2 separate regions of the Sus scrofa genome follow, and region 1 is linked to region 2. A link is a contact called in public Hi-C data. All regions are on one chromosome and are shown on one strand. The core of a region is the stretch at or near the end of the contact, and the rest is flanking DNA. Distances in the headings are between cores, read along the strand shown. Region 1 overlaps ADRA1B (alpha-1B adrenergic receptor). Region 2 overlaps ADRA1B (alpha-1B adrenergic receptor).

Region 1 (3,879 bases), core at 246-2,745, 370 kb after region 2:
CAGAAGAATTTTGTTGTTGTTGTTGTTGTTGTCTTTTTGCCATTTTTCTTAGGCCGCTCCCACGGCATATGGAGGTTCCCAGGCTAGGGGTCTAATCGGAGCTGTAGCCACCAGCCTACGCCAGAGTCACAGCAACACAGGATCCGAGCCGAGTCTGCAACCTACACCACAGCTCATGGCAACGCCACATCCTTAACCCACTGAGCAAGGCCAGGGATGGAACCCGCAACTTCAGGGTTCTTAGTTGGATTCGTTAACCACTGAGCCACAACGGGAACTCCAGAAGAAATTTTTTTTAAGCAGGGGGCTTCCCCTGAGACCAGGGGCTTATGGGCCCACAGAAAGTGCAAAGTATTACAAGCGTGTTCACATGTGCATTTTCCTTGAGGATGCTATCCAAAATATTTACAAACTTCTGGGCATAGAAACATTCTCACTAAATTCTGATTCAATTAAGTTGATTCAGGACAGGAAAGGAATGGGAATTCAGGAGAAATTTTTAAAATTTTCTCCTGAAATCACCTGCTCACTAAATACTACAAGTGGGCCTATAATGTGTGAACCCAGAGTTCTAGCCACAATGGGGCAAATTACTCCTTTTTTATGCACTTTCAAAAAAACTGCCTTACTTCTCTATATAAATTTGCATATTAAGGAGTTATGTAACCTTGCAGAGAAAAAGTGTCTAAAACACATTACACTCTGAACTGTCTAAATCCTTCAGATACTCTACAGTCTATGCCGCTATATATTAAGACTGCTTTAGCAGAGCTGCAATCAGTACATACACTCCCCTCTTCACAGGGTATTTCACTCAAACATTTTCCTGCACTGGCCCAGCCCATACACTTGTGATTTTAATAATGATAGTACTCCATTCTATTAACATGTCTTGAATGAATTTAAATTTTTAAAAGAAACTCTCAATTTTAGATTCTCAACTCTTTGACTTTCACTTTCAATTTAAAAAAAAAATGATACAGAAAATGATAAAAATGGATAATGTAAAGATTTCAGAGCATGGGCTTTGTAATTCAACAGACCTGTACTGGAACTCCATTTCTGTCTCTTATAAGCTATGTGACCTTGAAGAGTCACTTAAACTCTCTGAGCCCCAGTCTCCTCGTAAAATAGGGATAACAGCAGTATCTCCCTCTACAAACTGTTGCAATATTAAGCTAATTAATATGCTTAAAGTGCTTTGCAGAGTGCCTGCTACCTGCTAAAAGTTTGGTAAGTGTTGTCTATAGACTTAATAGTCAGAAAATAGGGAATAGGACCCACTAAGAGCATTTTCTTTAAGAAGGGTAAAGACATATTTTTCCAAGGTCATAAGGAAAGGAAATCTGGGAAATAGGTAGAGATCAATTGGTCACATGTTGGTATTGATTTACTGGCCAATTCCAAGTTTGGGTGTCTGAAACGAACATATTCAGTACTAAAATAAGGACGGCAACTTGGGGCTGGTGAGCATGAATAAATATAGCCAGAGAATAAATATACCCTGCGTGTCCCTGGCACGGTGCATCTGTTCAGTCTCACTGTTCCCCACCTCCCTACAAAGCAAATCCTTCCAAGTCAACTCAGCCCTCCACTATCAAGGAGGCTTTTCTGACACCTCCCCTGACTGAATGTTAGAATATGCAAGCTAGACAGAACCATGGTGATTGTCTTGTCCAACTTTACAGATCAGAAAATGAGAAGCTCAGGCAAGGGAAATGAATTTCCCAAGGTTGCATAATTTCTGAAGGGCAGAATTTGTATAGAATTCTATCCCTTCTAACTATCAGCCTAGGGATTTTTGATTCAGTCATTTGTGTTCCACCTTCATGATTTTATTTTCCTGTGGACATCCTATATTTCATTTACTTAATTTTGGATTATCTCTTTCTTTTTTTGCTAAAAATATACATAAAAGGAAACTTTATATGTACTATTAATGGAGAAAACAGTATTACTTAAAAAATAGTCATAAAACTCAATTGCAGAACAATTACATTGAATCCCAGCTAAAATATACAATATTTTATTAAAGGATTATAGCCCAGGGTAAAGGCTCTTCTTTACAAAAAAAAAAAAAAAAAAAAAAAGGAAATTAACATTGGTTCAAGTGGAGCTGAACAAGGACCATCAAACCAGGATTCTATCAAATGAAAACTCATCAAACTTTCCTCTTTGAGAATGGAGAAACAGTGAAAAGGGAATAACCATACTGCTTGGTAATGAGGACTGTGAATTTGGGAAATGCCATCCTGCTCCAGACTACTTTGTTTTACTTTCAGGTATCCCCTTATGCCATCTTTCACCTCATCACTCACTCACTCTGGAACAGTCCCTGGAGGACTTTTTTGTTGTTGTTGTTATTTCCCCAACACAATTTTTCCCCCCACTGTACAGCATGGGGACCCAGTTACACATACATCTTACATACTTTTTTCTCCCATTGTCATGCTTCGTTGTAAGTATCTAGACATAGTTCTCAGTGCTACACAGCAGGATCTCATCGTTAATCCATTCCAAAAGCAATAGTTTACATCTGTTAACCCCAAGCTCCCAATCCATCCCACTCCCTCCCCCTCCCCCTGGGGCAACCACAAGTCTATTCTCTAAGTCCATAATTCTCTTTTCTGTGGAAAAATTCATTTATGCTGTATATTAGATACTAGATATGAGTGATATCATATGGTATTTGTCTTTCTCCGGCTTATTTCACTCAGGATGACAGTTTCTAGTTCCATCCATGTTGCTGCAAATGGCATTATTTCATTCTTTTTTATGGCTTAGTAGTATTCCACTGTGTATATATACCACCTCTTCCTAATCCAATTATCCGTCAATGGACATTTGGGTTGTTTCCATGTCTTGGCTATTGCGAATAGAGCTGCAATGAACATGCGGGTGCATGTGTTTTTTTAAGGAAAATTTTGTCTGGATATATGCCCAAGAGTGGGATTGCAGGGTCATATGGTAGTTCTATGTATAGTTTTCTAAGGTACCTCCACACTGTTCTCCATAGTAGTTGTACCAGCTTACATTCCCACCAACAGTGAAGGAGGGTTCCCTTTTCTCCACACCCCTTCCAGCACTTGTTATTTGTGGACTTATTAATGATGGCCATTCTGACTGGTGTGAGGTGGTATCTCGTGGTAGTTTTGATTTGCATTTCTCTAATAATTAAGGATGTTGAGCATTTTTTCATGTGTTTGTTGGCTACCTGTACATATTCTTTGTAGAAATGTCTGTTCAGGTCTTTTGCCCATTTTTCCATTGGGTTGTTGGCTTTTTTGCTGGTGAGTTGTATAAGTCATTTTTACTTATACAATGACTTAAAAACTTAAACATAAGACATGATACCATCAAACTCCTAGAAGAGAAGATAAGCAAAACATTCCCTGACATATATCATACAAATGTTTTCTTAGGTCAGTCTCTCAAAGCAAAAGAAATAAAAACAAAAATAAACCGGAACTTATCAAACTTATAAGCTTTTGCATAGCAAAGGAAACCATTTTTAAAAAAATCAAAAAGACAACCCACGGAATGGGAGAATATAGTTGCAAACAAAGCAACCAACAAGGGCTTAATCTCCAAGATACACAAACAATTCATACAAATCAATAACAAAAAAACCCAAACAACCCAATTGGAAAATGGGCAGAAGACCTAAATAGACATTTCTCAAAAGAAGACAGGTGGATGGCCAGTTGGCACATGACAAGATCCTCAACATTGCAAATTATTAGAGAAATGCAAACCAAAAGTACAAGGAACCACCTCACAACAGTCAGAATGGCCATCAGTAATGTCTACAAATAACAAATGCTGGATAAAGTGTAGAGAAAAGGGAACCCTGCTACAGTGTTGGTGGGAATGTAAATT
Region 2 (3,689 bases), core at 407-2,906:
AAACTGAAGCTGTTGAATGAGTCATTCCACATACCAGATTTTCCTCCTGTGGTTCTATTTCAAGTGACTCGTACCATACTTAGCACGTTCCACTAACACCTGAGTTGGTTCTTAGCCAGCTACCTAATCTGCAAAGCCTTTGCAGAACAAGCAACAGTCCCCAGCCTCCAAACACACACAGGCTGCATGAAAAACCAAATCCCACAAAAACTTTCTAGTGAGCTCATCAATCAACCCAAGATCTGAAAATGCCCAATTCCCTTCCGCCAAGGCTCCAACTTACCAAGTGGGAGAGCGATGAAGAAGGGTAGCCAGCACAAGATGAACATCCCGACCACAATGCCCAAGGTCTTGGCCGCCTTCTTTTCCCGGGAAAACTTAAAAAGTTTGACAGCTATGGAACTCCTAGGGTTGTGGCCTTTGGCCTTCGTACTGCTGAGGGTGTCCTCGTGAAAGTTCTTGGAGTGGATCCTCAAGGTCAGCTCCTTAGAGTTGGACATCTCCTTCATGACGCCAGCCTCCAGGTTCTTGGTGGTCCTCTTGGCCACGATGTAGACACGGCAGTACATGACCAGAATGACCGCCAGAGGGATGTAGAAGGAGCCCAGGGAGGAGAAGAGGGCATAGAAGGGTTCTTCAGTGACCCCACACTCCTTGTCATCGTTCGGTGCCGGCTCCTTCCACCCAAGAAGAGGCCCAATGGAGATGACTGTAGACAAGACCCAGACACTGAGGAGCGCCAAGATGGCCTTCCTTCTGGTGACCAGAGTGGGGTATTGCAGAGAGTAGCGCACCCCAATGTAGCGGTCGATGGAGATGGCGCATAGGCTCAGGATGGAGGCTGTACAGCACAGGACGTCCACTGCCGCCCAGATGTCACAGAAGATTCGGCCCAGCACCCAGTAGCCCAGCACCTCCAGGGCCGCTGAGAAGGGCAGCACAGTGAAGCTTAGCAGCAGGTCGGCAATGGCCAGGTTGACGATGAAGTAGTTGGTGGGCGTCCGCAGGTGACGGTTGCAGGCCACAGACAAGATGACCAGGATGTTGCCCACGATGGCAAAGAGGATGAAGGCACCCAGCACCAGGCCCACGGAGATGGCCCTGGTGATGTCCAGCTGGGGCAGTGTGGAGTTGCTCGAGGTCTGGTTGGGGCCAGTGAAGTTGGCATTTTTCAACTCTCCCCAGTGGGCAGGTGCTGATGTGTTGTGGCCGGTGTCCAGATCGGGATTCATTTTAGAGTCCGCCCTCCATAGCCAGGGGGGTGACAGGGCTCGGAAGGGCTGCGGCGAAGGCTCCTCAGCTGCCCTGAAACTTTGCTTCCCCCGTGGTCTTCTTCCCAGAGGCGCCCTCCTGACGAGAAGTCATCTCCCCCGGGCAGGCCAGCCCGGCAGCACGTCTCCTGCCTGCACCAAGCCGCTCGTTCGCCTGTCAGAGGGAGGAGGAGGAGAGAGGGGACGAGGCGGCAGCTCTAAGTTTAATGGTCCACGTCAGGCGCGCCGGGCCGGGCTCGCGGGGAGCGGCGGGGAGGAGCGGGCAGCCGGGCAGGGGGCGCCCGGCTCTGCCCGGCCCGTGGCGGGTCTGCGGACAGCTGCGCCTCCGCCCAGCCAGCGCCGAGGAGGGTCTGCTTTCAATGAGCCGCCTCTGGGCTGACTGCACGGCGGTGACATCAGGCGGGGGAGCCCGGCGCCCTGACTCCGCGCGGCACTAGGGGGCAATGCGGGTCCAGCGAAGGCGCCCGCAGCCTCGACGCCGCCGCCACCGGGCTCAGCCTGGAGGCCCGCTGCGCCCCCGCCGCCCCCAGGGTAAGCCGGTGGGGGGAGGGGAAGAGGCGGTGGGAGGGGTGGGGAGGAGGAGTGACCCGGGCGCGGGGATCCCCCTGTCCCCCACCCAGAGGTGGCCCACTGGGACTCTTTTCACTCCTATGCAGGCTGCAGTTTCAAAAGTAGGGTGGCGGTGCTTTCCTTTAAATGAACGGCGCCTGGAGTCAGCACCCAGATATAGGGGCCTATGCAACTTGTGTGGCAGCTAAAAGATGAAGAATTCCAAGGTTAGGCAGGTGAGAGGGACTTGAGTCAGATCCGAGACCAGCCCCCATCCTTGCGAAACCTCTCTGGTCTCATAATTAAAACTCAGAATCTTCTTGTCATTCGTTCATTCACTCACTCAGACACTCATTCATTCATTCAACACAGTGTTAACTGGGTGCCTGCTGTCTGCCCTGGGGTCTGTTCTAGGGGCTGTGGGTAGAGCCACTGAATCAGGTAGACAGAGATCCCTGCCCTGGGGGAACTTATATTCCAGTGGGAGGAAACAAACCTTAAAGTAAACAGATTCCTTTGCTGACAGGTGTAACAGAAAATAAAGCAAGGATGGGGTGACAGGATGGTGTGTGGGGGCATGTGAAATTTTATACAAGTGTTTGGGATGCCACTGAAGTGATGTTTGAGTCAAGACCTCAAAGAAATGAAGGACAAACTGTGAGCTATCTGGGGGTGGGACGGGGTGGGGGTGGGATAAGAGACCTCGGGCTTGTGGGGAAGAGAGTTGGGTGATTTGGATTATTTGTTGATTTTTTTTCCCCTTTCTGCCTGATATCCATATTGGACATTCAGCTATAGGGACACCACCTCCCCAAGGTGGCCGAATGGTACTTAGAAGAGTAGGTATGGCAAAAGATGCTGGGGGAGAGCCTTATGTTAGTTAACATTTATCCAACTGTTGTCATGCCCCCATCCCAGAAAGCATGCTAAGTACTTCTCGCATTTTTTTTCCCCATTACCCACGGAAAGAAGGACTATTCTTATAATCATTTTCATTTATGGGGACACCAAGATAGAGCGAAGTTTAATTCTTTGCCTAAATCCATATGACCATCAAGGAGAGAATTTCCAACTACAGGTCTATCCAAAGTTGAGCACTTAGCTGCGGTGTCACACTTTTCCCCCGGAAGCAAGGTTGTGGGTAAATTCCCACCCCCAGCTTTACTGAGATATAACTGACATATAACATTGTGTGAGCTTAAGGCATACAATGTGTTGATTTGAGAGACTTATATATTGCAAAATAATTACCCTTATAGTGTTAGCCAATACCCTCATCAAGTCACATAAATACCACTTCTCTTTGTGGTGGGAACATTTAAGATCTATACTTTTTATCAACTTTCATGTATATAATACACTATTATATGTACAATCACATAGTGTACATTAGAGCCCCAGAACTTATTCATCTTATAACTGGAAGTTTGTACCCTCTGACAAACATCTCCCCACTCCACGCCCTCTCCCCAACCCCTGGTGACCACACCTTAACTCTGTTTCTATGAATTTTTTGTTTTTTAGATTTCACATATAAGTGATATCATATAGTATTTGTCTTTGTCTAATTTATTTTACATATTGTCATGCCCTAAAGTCTCCTCTATCTTGTTGCAAATGGCAGGAGTTATTTCTTTCTCTTGGCTGAATAATATTCCACTGTATATATACACACCACATCGTCATTGTCCACCCATCAGTTTATGGATGCTTAAGTTGTTTCTATATCTTGGCTATTGTGAATAATTCAGCAAATGAACATGGGAGTGCAGATATCACTTCCAAATCCTATTTTCACTTGCTTTGAATATATACCCAGAAGTGGAATTTCTGGATCATATGGTAGTCCCACTTTCAAGTTTTTGAGGA

What was found. A called contact is a pair of places that touch in the nucleus more often than the background predicts.
Region 1: a Hi-C map of epiblast stem cells shows a contact between it and region 2, with 1.5 times the contacts expected there. The contact joins two enhancer-like sites. A contact is called at or near these places in 3 of 47 Hi-C or Micro-C datasets (embryonic fibroblasts, epiblast stem cells and heart right ventricle).

Annotation. Positions count from the first base shown.
Region 1 is chr16:63,971,241-63,975,119 of Sscrofa11.1, forward strand. All of the region lies in intron 1 of ADRA1B (alpha-1B adrenergic receptor), which reads right to left. Among named protein-coding and RNA genes, the nearest start is that of ADRA1B, 38 kb to the right of the region's middle. Within about 2 kb of position 1,496, at least 2 of the 83 cell types and tissues checked have an H3K27ac peak or open chromatin away from gene starts, as enhancers often do.
Region 2 is chr16:63,601,360-63,605,048 of Sscrofa11.1, forward strand. ADRA1B (alpha-1B adrenergic receptor) reads right to left here. Exons shown (of 8, transcript XM_021076921.1): 7 at 284-1,425. The coding sequence starts at 1,232. Among named protein-coding and RNA genes, the nearest start is that of TTC1, 88 kb to the left of the region's middle. Within about 2 kb of position 1,657, at least 26 of the 83 cell types and tissues checked have an H3K27ac peak or open chromatin away from gene starts, as enhancers often do.